Regions from separate parts of the Oryctolagus cuniculus genome. Here region 2 is linked to region 1. The links are chromatin contacts, called in public Hi-C maps. All regions are on one chromosome and are shown on one strand. Each heading gives the region's core, a stretch centred on a gene start, on an enhancer-like site or on the middle of the called end of the contact. The rest is flanking DNA. Distances are from core to core; before and after follow the strand shown.

Region 1 (5,663 bases), core at 1,926-4,425:
TCTGTCTCTTTCACTATCCACTCTGCCTGTCAAAAAAAAAAAAAAAAAAAAAAAAACAAACAAAAAACAAAAAAACAAAAAAAACACACAACTAAATTGTTCCAAAAACACTTGTCTTTGAGTACTGAACCAGAGCTCCACAAGGGTTAGATCCCCACCCTCAAAGACACAGGATATGAAACAGCCAGTTTCCCTCCCATGCTATCCTTACAAAGTGGCCCACTCCCATTGCCTAGGATATCTGGCTTCAAGCACTGCCTCACTGTCATTTCTCTCCAACTCCCTGCTTGACTTTGCCTAGAAGTACAGGTGAACTTGTGCCACTTAAAGTGCATAGGACCCTACTAGTAGCCTATTTCCATATTTGCCTAAGGATAGTTTACCTGTCGATGGTTTCCCATATTTGCCTATATATGGAGGTGGGACACTGGATGTATAAGTACTAGGGAAGAGCTGACGTCTGCACACAGGGCGGGACAGGTACAATGAACAGCAGGAAAGCTGCCTAAGGACTCTTGGGTGTGTGCAGGGGAGGAGGCCTTAAGGGAATAGGGAGAAGGTCACTTTTTGTGCATCAGAATTAATTCCAAAAAAAAACATTTCTATCATGTTTCGTTGCATTGGGTAGGCACCTTGCAACACAGCCCATTTAACTGATTAGTAATCAATGTAACTCTCAAGGATACAAGTAACCACACACCTACAGAATTCATATGCTGGAAGAAATTAATCACAAGAATGTTTTCCAAACAGAGACTTAGAGCAGAGATAACCACACCAGCATTAGGAAGTGCATTCTGCCTGTCAGCGCTCCAGGCAGCAAAAAACCAGACTGCCATCCCTGGAAGAAGTGCCACACAAGAGCCCTGTAGAAACACTGCACGGAGAAATGATGACTGTGAACCAGAGTGCTGCCTTAGAACGAAAGGCTTCAGGCTGCACCGGACTCGACAGAGAAAGGTTATCATCAGTAGGAGATTCACCTGGTTCTAAGAAAAGGCCTTCTCTGCTCAGTTAACTTCCGTATCAATGTGGCAAGTTCCTGTAAGTGTAGATTATCCTAATTCCAAGCAGGTAAAGGAATCGGGGTTCCCTGAACAATATTTAGCTTCACTCCACCTTCAGGTCAGCCTGCAGGAAGACTGAATCCCAGAGACTGCACGTTGTGCTTGCCAGGCCGTGATGAGCAGGTCAGGTCGCGGCAGCGCCCACTCCCACTTGGCACATCCAGGATTCCCCACCAGGTCCTCCCCCAGGACGCCGGGCATTTTCACAACTTGACCACACAAAAGAACTCACAGGCTGCTCCTGCCTTTCCCCAGGCAAGTACAGCAATGGTTCTCTCAACAGCTCTTTCGTAAGCCAGTATACAGACAAACACAGGTGTCTAGAGAAAATCTTCCTGAACTTTGCACTGGATATGCCAAAGCAGAGCAGTGATCTCAACGCTCCACCCATTGTCTGAATCAGGAAAGTGATATCTTAGGGACCACAAAAGAACCCGGGCCAAACAACCAGCATACATGTTTATTAAGCACTTCGGCAGCAAAATTAAAACACTTGTACCGGAGACAAAACACATTTTTTTTAAAATCACAAGGCACAGAAAGTAAGAATGCATCAGCAACCTTAACTGGGTTTCCTTCATTAGCTGACGATGTAAATAGATTGAAACTACTACTCGGATATCCAAACCTTCATTTTCCTTGCTGGAGGCTTCTAGCAAATGATAGAGCACGATTCCCACGAGTGTGGAAGATGGCACTGAATCCCGGCCGTTGTAAAGGAGGAGTCAGATTCCACTAGTCACAGCTTGGGTTAACTGTCAGGGAAGCTATTTTACAAAAGAGGTGACTCGCCCCTACAGACAACCGTGCTAAGGTCTCCGAGCCCGCACTCCACGAGGCTCCAGACCCTTGGTGTTCAGACTTCACAAAAATGACTCCATTCCATGTTGTGACAATGGTATCCTCTAAAAGCAATGAATGAATGAACCACGGTGGGAAGCGGTCTGGGATTACCGGCGCCGCCTGCCTCCCTGCCTCCCCAGGTAAGTTGCACAGCCCAAGGTGGTTAAGTTAAAGGCAGTCTCTTCCCCCGACCAGAGCTTCGGGCCGGCAGCTGGGAGACGCCAGCCGGTCTCCTGCTCCCTGTGGGTTTCTCGGGATTGGGATGGGGACTGGGCTGCAGGAAGCGCCCCGGTGGCCCGGCCGGGGCTCGGGCTGACCCTCGCCGCCTTCCTCCCACGCAGACACCAAGTTAGAAACCCAACTCCCCCACACAATGACAAGAAGGCACACAAAAGGAGCCAGGCGGCCGCTCCCATCCTTACCTTTGACTTGACTTTCATACTCGGCTATGATCTCTTTGTCCTTCTTGAATCTGCTCGGGGTGGACATTCTCCGGCTGTTCCGGGCTGGCTTGCGGTGGGCAAGTTCCGTTCAGTGGTCACGCAGCGGAGAGTGGGACCACCGCGGCCGAGAAGCCGAGGCGGCGCCGGCAGGAGGGAGGGGAGGGGAGGAGGAAGAGGAGGAGGAGGAGGAGGAGAAGGAGGAGGAGGAGGAGGCACCCAGGAGCAAGCCGGGGACTAGATCAACCCGGGCGCTGGCACCATACTCTCGCGCTAGAGCCGCCGTGGGCGATCCCCCCCGGGGGCCCGGGGCTCGCGGCCGGAGAGGCCGGACGCGCGCGCGGTCCAACTCCGGCGAGCGCGTGGCGGGGGGCGTCTCCCTGCCCTCCCCACCCGGAGCCGGGCCACTTCCTCTACGAGCGCTGGGCGGACGCGGGGATCGCGCCGGCGCTCCACACCATTGTTAGAGACCCGCACGGGGCGCCCGGGGCAGGGCTAGTCGCGGAGGGCGGGCGCTCGACCCTCCCTTCCTGCCTCCAGCCGCCGGCTCCGGCGCTCAACGGTCCCGCCCGGGCTGGGGATGCTCCGCCGCCTGCAAACCCGGCTGCGATCGCCCCGGCAGGCGAAGGGAAACCGTGGTCCTGGAGCGAGTTCCCGCTGCTGACCCGCAGGGTGGCGGCTGCGATGTTCGAAGGCGCCCCGGGCGCAGCCCCCGCGGACTTCAGATCTCCGGTGCCGGCGCCGGGAGCGGCCTCTGCCTCCTTGGCCACGGGGCGCCGAGGCTGCCTCTTTTCTCCTCGTCCGCCTTTCCGCGGCTGCCCCCAGGAGGCCGCCGGGGACCAGCACACTCGCGCACGCACCCGGGGCAGCCGCGCCCCCGGCGGCAGCAAAGTTGACGCGCGCTCGGCCCGCGGCTCGCGGGCGCCCCAGCCAGCGTTCTGCGGGCGGCGGCGGCGGCCGCTCGGGGCTGCGCGAGGCGGGGCAGGGCTCGCGGGAGAGGCGGGCGGGAGGCCAGTGCCCTTCCCCGCCCTCGCCCCCGCCCGCTCGGCAAGGAAACGCCGGGCTCGTCTGGGAAGATGGATGCCTCTTGTGGCCAACCGCAGCCGGGCCCCGGGCGCCGGGTCCGGGCGGCCGTGGGCGGCGCCCCTGCGCCTCCCTGTGCGGCGCGCGGAGGCCAGGATCGCTGCCCCCGGCAGCTGGAAAACCCCCCTCCTGGCCGAGGGTGGGCTCCTTGGCAGGGCGCCTTGCAGGATCCCGTGGAGAAGTCCAGAGCTGGACGTTGCCGTAACCTGGGGGACGGGGACGGGGGCGGGGGGGGGGGACCTCGAGGTGTCGGGCTCCCGTAGGAAAACCGAGCCTGGATTGTGTAGGATCCTGCTGTTTAGCACCGTAGAGGAGCCCGAAGGTTTTCCATCGAGGGCAGGAAGAACATCTATCAACCACACTCTGAGCCGGATTGGTCCAAGTGGTTGTGACCAAAGGCGTGTCCAGCACCCAAACGTTTTTCCCCCTGCGAAATCTTCAGAGATTTGTGGTCATTCATCCATGTATACAGTGGATACACCTTGGGAATGCTCCGTGCGGGCCAAACACCAAACAGCACTGTAGGGATTCAGAGATGGGGATTCGTAGTCTGTTGGATAAATAAGTAATTATTTTAAAAGATTTATTTATCTTTTTGAAAGGCAGAGTTTCAGAGGCAGAGAGAGAGAGATGTTTTCCATCCTCTGGTTCACTTCCCAAATGGCTACCAGGACCCAGACAGGAGCTTTTTACAGGTATCCCACGTAGGTTCAGGGGCCCAAGCACCCAGGCCATCTTCTGCATTCCAGGCACATTAGCAGGGAGCTGCATCGAAAGTGGAGCAGCCTGGACTCAAACTGGCACCCGCATGGGATGCTGGCACTGCAGGCAGTGACTTTAACAGCTATGCCATAGCGCTGGCCCAATAAGTGTTTACAAGCAGTGCCGGGCTTGGGGAAGGGGAGTGAGAAGGACAAACGGACTGCACTTGTGTCAGGGCTTCGGGGGAGTCCAAGTCTGAACTGGGTGTAAAGGCTGAGGAATGAACAGATGGCTGAGGATTAAGCAGGGAGGCAAAGGGTTGCATCCAGAGAGAAGGAGGAGCATCATACTCTGGGGAAATTGCAAACAGGCTGCAAGATGTCTTCCACAAAAGTATGGGGCCTGGAACTGAAGCTGACAAAAGGCATATGCATATGTTTGTATGTACACATATAAATTCATAGGTGGATATAGCTTTTAGCATGTTGTGTGCCATCATCCCATACGTAGAACAAATATTGAGCAATAAATACCACTATGATAATTTTGAAATACATATGGTGTTGAGAGGCCTGCCTGTGGCACTGCAGGTTGTGCCCATCTCACACAGGCATCCAATATCAGAGCCATGGGCCAGTCATGGTTGCTCCGCTTCCAGTCGCCCTCCCTGCTAATGCACATGGGAAAGCAGCAGAAGATAGCCCAAGAATTTGGTTCCCTGCCACTCATGTGCGAGACCCAGATGAAGTTCCTTGTTCATGGGTTTGGCCTGGCTCACAACTCCTTCTTGTGACCATTTAGGGAGTGAACCGATGGTGGAAAACCTCTGTCTCCCTCTCACTCTTTCCCTCTGTTTGTTAGTCTACATTTCAAATAAATAAATAATTTTTAAAAAAAGAAATTAAGATGTTAAAAGTATTCACAGAGGCCAGCGCTGCGGCTCACTAGGCTAATCCTCCACCTGCGGCGCTGGCACCCTGGGTTCTAGTCCCAGTTTGGGCGCCGGATTCTGTCCTGGTTGCTCCTCTTCCAGTCCAGCTCTCTGCTGTGGCCTGGGAAGGCAGTGGAGGATGTCCCAAGTGCTTGGGTCCTGCACCTGCAGGGGAGACCAGGAGGAAGCACCTGGCTCCTGGCTTCGGATCGGCGCAGCACGCCGGCCGTAGCGGCCATTTGGGGGTGAACCAACGGAAGGGAGACTTTTCTCTCTGTCTCTGTCTTTCACTGTCTAACTCTGCCTGTCAAAAAAAAAATATTCACAGAATCAAAAATTTGAGGGCTTAATGAATTTAATTACATGAGCTTTTAAACTGTAATTGTTATCAAGTATTTTTTAATCTGTAACAACAGAATAGAATCAAAATGGGGGTAATTCCCCAATTAAAAATATATTTTTTAGCTTTTATGCACTTTACCCCACAGGAGGTTATATGCTGGCACCCCAGGATGCCCTGATTCCACCCAGCTCTGCTTTATGTAAGAGTGTACAGGGTGGAGCCAAAGTGTCCCGAGCTGGAGCTAGGAGAGGCCT
Region 2 (5,663 bases), core at 1,735-4,234, 400 kb before region 1:
TTAGCAGCCGAAGCTACTGCCGAAGAATCCCAAAGATGAATTCTTGCAGCTGTTTTCGGCCTTGAACATGACTAGAATATCAATCTAAAAACTGGAGGTGGCATACCTGGATGACCTGTTCAAACTGCAGGAGCTCGGATTCTAAAGTGGCAGATATGGCTGTGCTGGCTATTAAAACAAAGAAGGTATGTCTGTGTTTAAGCTCGTCAAATTAAAAATGTGAAATCACAAAACATTAAAAATAGAACTGGAAGTCACTGACATGAAGAGCAATTATATGCCTGACAATTAAAGTGAAATGAAAGAATACTTTAGGGGAAAGGCTATAATAAAAGATTATCATTAACTCAAGGAGTGAGAATAAGGAGGCTTCCCGGGCTGAGCATTAAAAGGATATAAGGTGGAGGCAGGGGCTTAACAAGCTTTCTTAGTTTGAAGCCTGAGTGGTGGAACTCTTTGTCCTCTGAGTTTTAACTCAGGTCTGACATTAAATGCTTCAGAAAGTGCTGCCAAACTTTTCACTGCAAGTCTTTACACAAAGCTGCTGGGCCATGAAAAGCCTGCCTGATGAATGTGGATTTGGTTACTATTCCACTTCCCACTCCTATGTTGGTCTTCTGATCAGACAACATCTCAGAGTACCTAAATGTTCCCCTTTTACCTCCTCCACCTGAAATCCGTGTTGGGTCAGCCCAATCGCGAAAATGGCCTAGCTTTAAGGCCCTCTCCTCTCCAGTGTATTAGGAGTCGTTTTCGTTAAATAAAATTTCTGCCTTGGTGATTTTCTCTGTAGCTTTAAAAGGAAGATACAGTAGAAATACCATTCAGTTAATTCAGGCACTAACTATGTAGACTGGAGTGCCTACCATGTTCCACTGTGCTCATTCATAGAGTTCAGTGGCTAATAGCTAAGAATATAGGACCAACACAATTAAAGAAAGAATGGGATGAAATAGCACATGATGAGCTGTTAATCCTCTCCTTTGTGGGGACTGTGCTCAAAAGTCAAATTGCCTTGCTACCATGGTGACAGTCACTAAGAAATGCATAGATACACATATGAACAGGTGATGGAATTCTGCTTTTTTTTTTTTTTTTTTGCATGTAGTATTTTCAGTCAGGTGAAGCTTTCTTAATATCCATTTCCAATTTTCTTTGTGGGTTTTCTGTAATCAAATCTTTAAAGAAAACTAGACCATCAGCCAGGCTCCCCCTACATAATTTAATTTTGGCATTTTTTTCTTGCTCAGAGTTCAGGCTTTAAGCCTTCATGTATACTCTGGAGAAGCTATGGAATGATTTGTCGTGCACTGCTCTATAAGTGAGAGAGACAGGGAGTTTAATAAGGACTGGTTCCTTGCATAAAACTCCATATTGTGCCTGCCATTACCCACAGGCCAAGACCCTTTTAACATGCACTCAGCATAATTTTGATGAAAGAAACCTTTCTATATTCAGTCATAGGAATAACTGCTTGGACAGTGACCATAGCTCTGTAAAGGATAAGAATCTTATTTGTGACCACAGAAAAAAACATTCCCAAAGGTACCAAGGACTGATTTCTCTTTGGCAGCCCTAAATTACATTTGAATGTCATGCCAAAGGAAGGTAACATATAATAAGCACAGTGTCTTGTGAGGATGGCTCATTTCTCCCTGGGCAGATTTTTATCTGTGTGTATCTGTGTACACACACCTGTCATGGCCCTGTGATGAGCCTGTTATATACTATGCAGAACTCTGAACTAGATACCATAGAAGTTGTAACAAAACTAAAAGACAAATTTGAGCTCCTACAGAAGCTAGGAATTTAGAGTGATGTCTTACTGTACAGAATTAACAACCCTGGAATGATAAACAAAGTAGAATCCATTCACGGAGTTCTGAGACTCCAGAACCAGAAGTATGTTGGAGACTGTTCTCTGTTTGATGGAGTAGGCAGCTGGAGCCCAGAAGGGTTAGTTTACCAGAGTCACCCAGTGAATTAGTGGCACAGCCAGGAACAGACCACAGGGATCAAGAACTTTGTCTGTCTCTTCATATGTAACAACTATTGACCATCAATTCTATGAAAAAAATACAGAGCAATGTCTGGATCATTCACTGCCATCACTGTTATAATCATGGTCATCATAATGGCAGAGATTACAAATTTTGGTATTAGCTAGAACTGGTTGTGAGTCCCAGTCCTGTCACTTACAATGAATGGGACTGTAGATAAACTATTTACCTACTCGGTCCCAGTTTCTTCAATATGGGAATAAAAATAGTTTCTACTTAATAGGTTATGAGAAGTAAATGAGATAATATACTTAGTGCATTACTAGTATACTGAAACTCTTCAAACATTAGCTGTTCTATAGCATTTACTAACATATATAGACATACAGAGAGTCAAAGACACACACACACAGAGTCCTGGTAGAACTTCTCTTAGCCATGCCAGAAAGGAAGATGGACAGTTAACATTACTGAGCTTTCACTGTATACAGATATCAGCACCCAACAGTATAGAACAAAGAAAAGCCATTTGGATATTAAAGCACAGGAATTATTTCATCCTCCACAAATATGAGCTGATTACCTACACAATGATGAGTATAAGATTAAGTTTCTGCTTTCAAGAAGCCATTGTAGTAGAGGAAGCGGCAAGAAACCAGGTTACTGCCATATGGAATGCCATGCACATTACAGAACTAGGGCAAAGAGCTATGGAAACTCACAAAAGGGCATCCAGTCCAGTAAGGGTGGAGGTAAGCAAGACAGTGTCAGGGAAGATTTCTCAAATGAAAAAGAAGATGGCCAAAGATGAGAGAGTTTAAAAGAGCCTAAAGCCATAGACCAACATTTGTAGATAGTTTGAACCGTTTCTGGCTCACAGCAGTCATTCCAATCTTTTAGTGTATTTTCTTACTCTGCAGAGGCTAAAGAAGGAAACACCATACTTCCCCCATCTCCCTGCAGTGAGGGCTCTGCTGCTGCCAATTAGCTGTGCTTGGAAGGTGGAACCCAGGCTGCAGCCATCTGTTTTGTTTCTGCTGGCAAACTCTGCTGTGCACACACTGGGCTTTTCTGCAGCAGTATTTCAGTGTAGGCACTAGCTGTGGGTGTTGAGAGGTAGTTGCAAGGGCATCAGTGGCCTCCTAATCCTTGGATCATGGCTACAGAAATGTGTCCTTGAACTCAGCAGTCCAGTGCCTAGTCCCTGCCTTTCTGATTACTGCAGAGGAATTGGCTCCCCTTCCCAGCAGTGTTGTCCTAGGAATCATTCCTGGAGGCCTAAGTGACCATTCCTATAGACTTTCTAATTCTGTAAACTTCTGATGCCCTGTATTAAATCCCTTTCTACTGAAAATAGTCTGAATGGTTGCTATAGGCACCTAATACATTACAATACAAAAACACAAAAGGTACTGTGAATATTGTTTGAAAATAAGCAAACTTTTCTGCAAAAAGCCAAGATAGTAAATATCTGAAGCTTTGTGTGGCTATATATGATTTCTTCTCCTTCTTCCTCCTCTTTACCCTTCAGGAATATAAAAACCATCCTTAAAGCTTGCAAGTCAGATTCAGTCCATAGCTATAGTTTGCTGATGCCGCCTAGTGCTGAGAGCAGTATGAAATGTTGAACAGTTAAAATATTGAAGGAGGCCGGCGCCGCGGCTCACTAGGCTAATCCTCCGCCTTGCGGCGCCGGCACACCGGGTTCTAGTCCCGGTCGGGGCGCCGGATTCTGTCCCGGTTGCCCCTCTTCCAGGCCAGCTCTCTGCTGTGGCCAGGGAGTGCAGTGGAGGATGGCCCAAGTGCTTGGTCCCTGCACCCCATGGGAGACCAGGAAAAGCACCTGGCTCCTGGCTCCTGCCATCGGATCAGTGCAGTGCACCGGCGCGCCGGCCGCGGCAGCCATTGGAGGGTGAACCAACGGCAAAGGAAGACCTTTCTCTCTCTCTCTCTCTCTCTCTCACTGTCCACTCTGCCTGTCAAAAAAAAAAAAAAGACAAAAACAGAGACAGACAGGTATCTTCCATCCACTGATTCCTTTCCTGAATGCCATAGTGGCTGGGGTTGGTCCAGGCTGTATCTGGGAGCCCAGAACTCAATCTTGGTCTCCTATGTGGGTGGTAGGGACTCAACTACTTGAGCCATCACCTGCTGCCTCCTAGGGCGCACATTAGCATGAAGCTGAAATCACAAGTTGAATGGAAACTCAAACTGAGGCACTCAAATAGGGGATATGGCGTCCCAGGCAGCATCTTAACTGCTGCACCAAACACCTACCCCTGTGCTAACTGAGTTTCAATCTGTGCCCATGAATGAAAGTCCAATATGGAGCAACTTGCTGACAGTCTGGCCAGGTCTGGATCCCTCTCCTGTACTAAAGTAGAAATGAGCCAGTAGGAATGAGCCCCGAAGCAGCTTTATCTTGGATATTATAGGGATCCTGATACCCTACAATATCCAATAGCATCCCATGCCTTTGTTTTAGTCAGAACCATGCAACCCAAGACTTCTGAGACTGCAGGTTAAAGACTGGGTGAGTAGGTGGAGGGTTTGGAGGTGGGCTCACTAAATTCAGGTTTTGTGGGGCTGGTGCTGTGGCATAGCAGGTTAAGCCACTACCTGCAGCACCGGCATCCCATATGGATGCCAATTTGAGTCCCAGCTGCTCTACTTCCAATCTAGCTATCTGCTAATGTACCTGGGAAAGCAGTGGAAGATGGTCCAAGTGTGTGGGCCCCTGCAGCAACATGGGAGATGCAGAGAAGCTCCTGTCTCCTGGCTTCAGCCTGGACCAGCTACTGTTTCTGTGGCCATTTGGGGAATGAACCAGCAAATGAGAGACCTCTTTTTCTCTGTCTCTTTCTCTCTTTCTGTAACTCTGCCTTTCAAATAAATAAAATAAATTTTAAATATATAAATAAATTTGGATTTTGCATTATCAAATGCAAATTTGCCATTACAAAGCTGAAATTAAACATGATTTCAATGTCTATTTTTCAATTCAACATTGTGTTTTTGTTTTTGCTTTTTAACCTCAAATGGCAGTTCAGTTCAGACTCTGGAATTCTACACATTTACTCTGAGAAAATAAAACACCTCAACTCCGAGTTCTTAATGATTTCCAGGCAAATGTATAGTTACTTCATGGCTTAGATTAGAATACAACCCATTCATACAATATTTGCTTCAAAAAAGCCTCTCTGATCCTGTACTAGTAGATGTGCTATCCTTACTAAAATAACCTATTCAAAGAAAAGGTTCTGATGTATGAAGGGTCTATGTTGTCTTCCACAACTACTGCCTTTTGGAAGTATGCCATTGGAGAAGATGACATTTTTGCTATTGTATGTGTTCCTTACATGTATTGGCTGAAGTCTGAAAGAGATTTCTATAAAATGACTGTTCATATTCTTATTCTCATCCAGATTTAGCACAATGATAAATTGTAATCTATCAAAGATGGATGTGGAAATAGAAAAGTCGAGGAAGCCTATGGGCATTATTTTTCTGGTCCCAATAAAAAGAAAAGGGGAAGGTTAAGGGCAGAGCTGCCTAAGGTCAAGAAATGTTGAAAATGTAAGACCTAATCCTTTCCCTCCCTAAGTGGTTGCTGGTCAAACAATTACATACAACCATATTCACCACTGACTGACTTCTAATAAT

The links. Hi-C and Micro-C count contacts between places; a contact is called where the count stands out from the background.
Region 2: a Hi-C map of an unstated tissue shows a contact between it and region 1, with 2.4 times the contacts expected there. The contact joins the enhancer-like site here to the promoter of SRGAP1 in region 1. A contact is called at or near these places in 3 of 6 Hi-C or Micro-C datasets (ear pinna, embryonic fibroblasts and an unstated tissue).

What each region holds. Positions count from the first base shown.
Region 1 is chr11:66,039,165-66,044,827 of mOryCun1.1, reverse strand. SRGAP1 (SLIT-ROBO Rho GTPase activating protein 1) reads right to left here and starts at 3,175. Exons shown (of 21, transcript XM_070052569.1): 1 at 2,333-3,175. The coding sequence starts at 2,399.
Region 2 is chr11:66,440,157-66,445,819 of mOryCun1.1, reverse strand. No RefSeq gene overlaps it. Among named protein-coding and RNA genes, the nearest start is that of KICS2, 15 kb to the right of the region's middle. Within about 2 kb of position 2,984, at least 2 of the 8 cell types and tissues checked have an H3K27ac peak or open chromatin away from gene starts, as enhancers often do.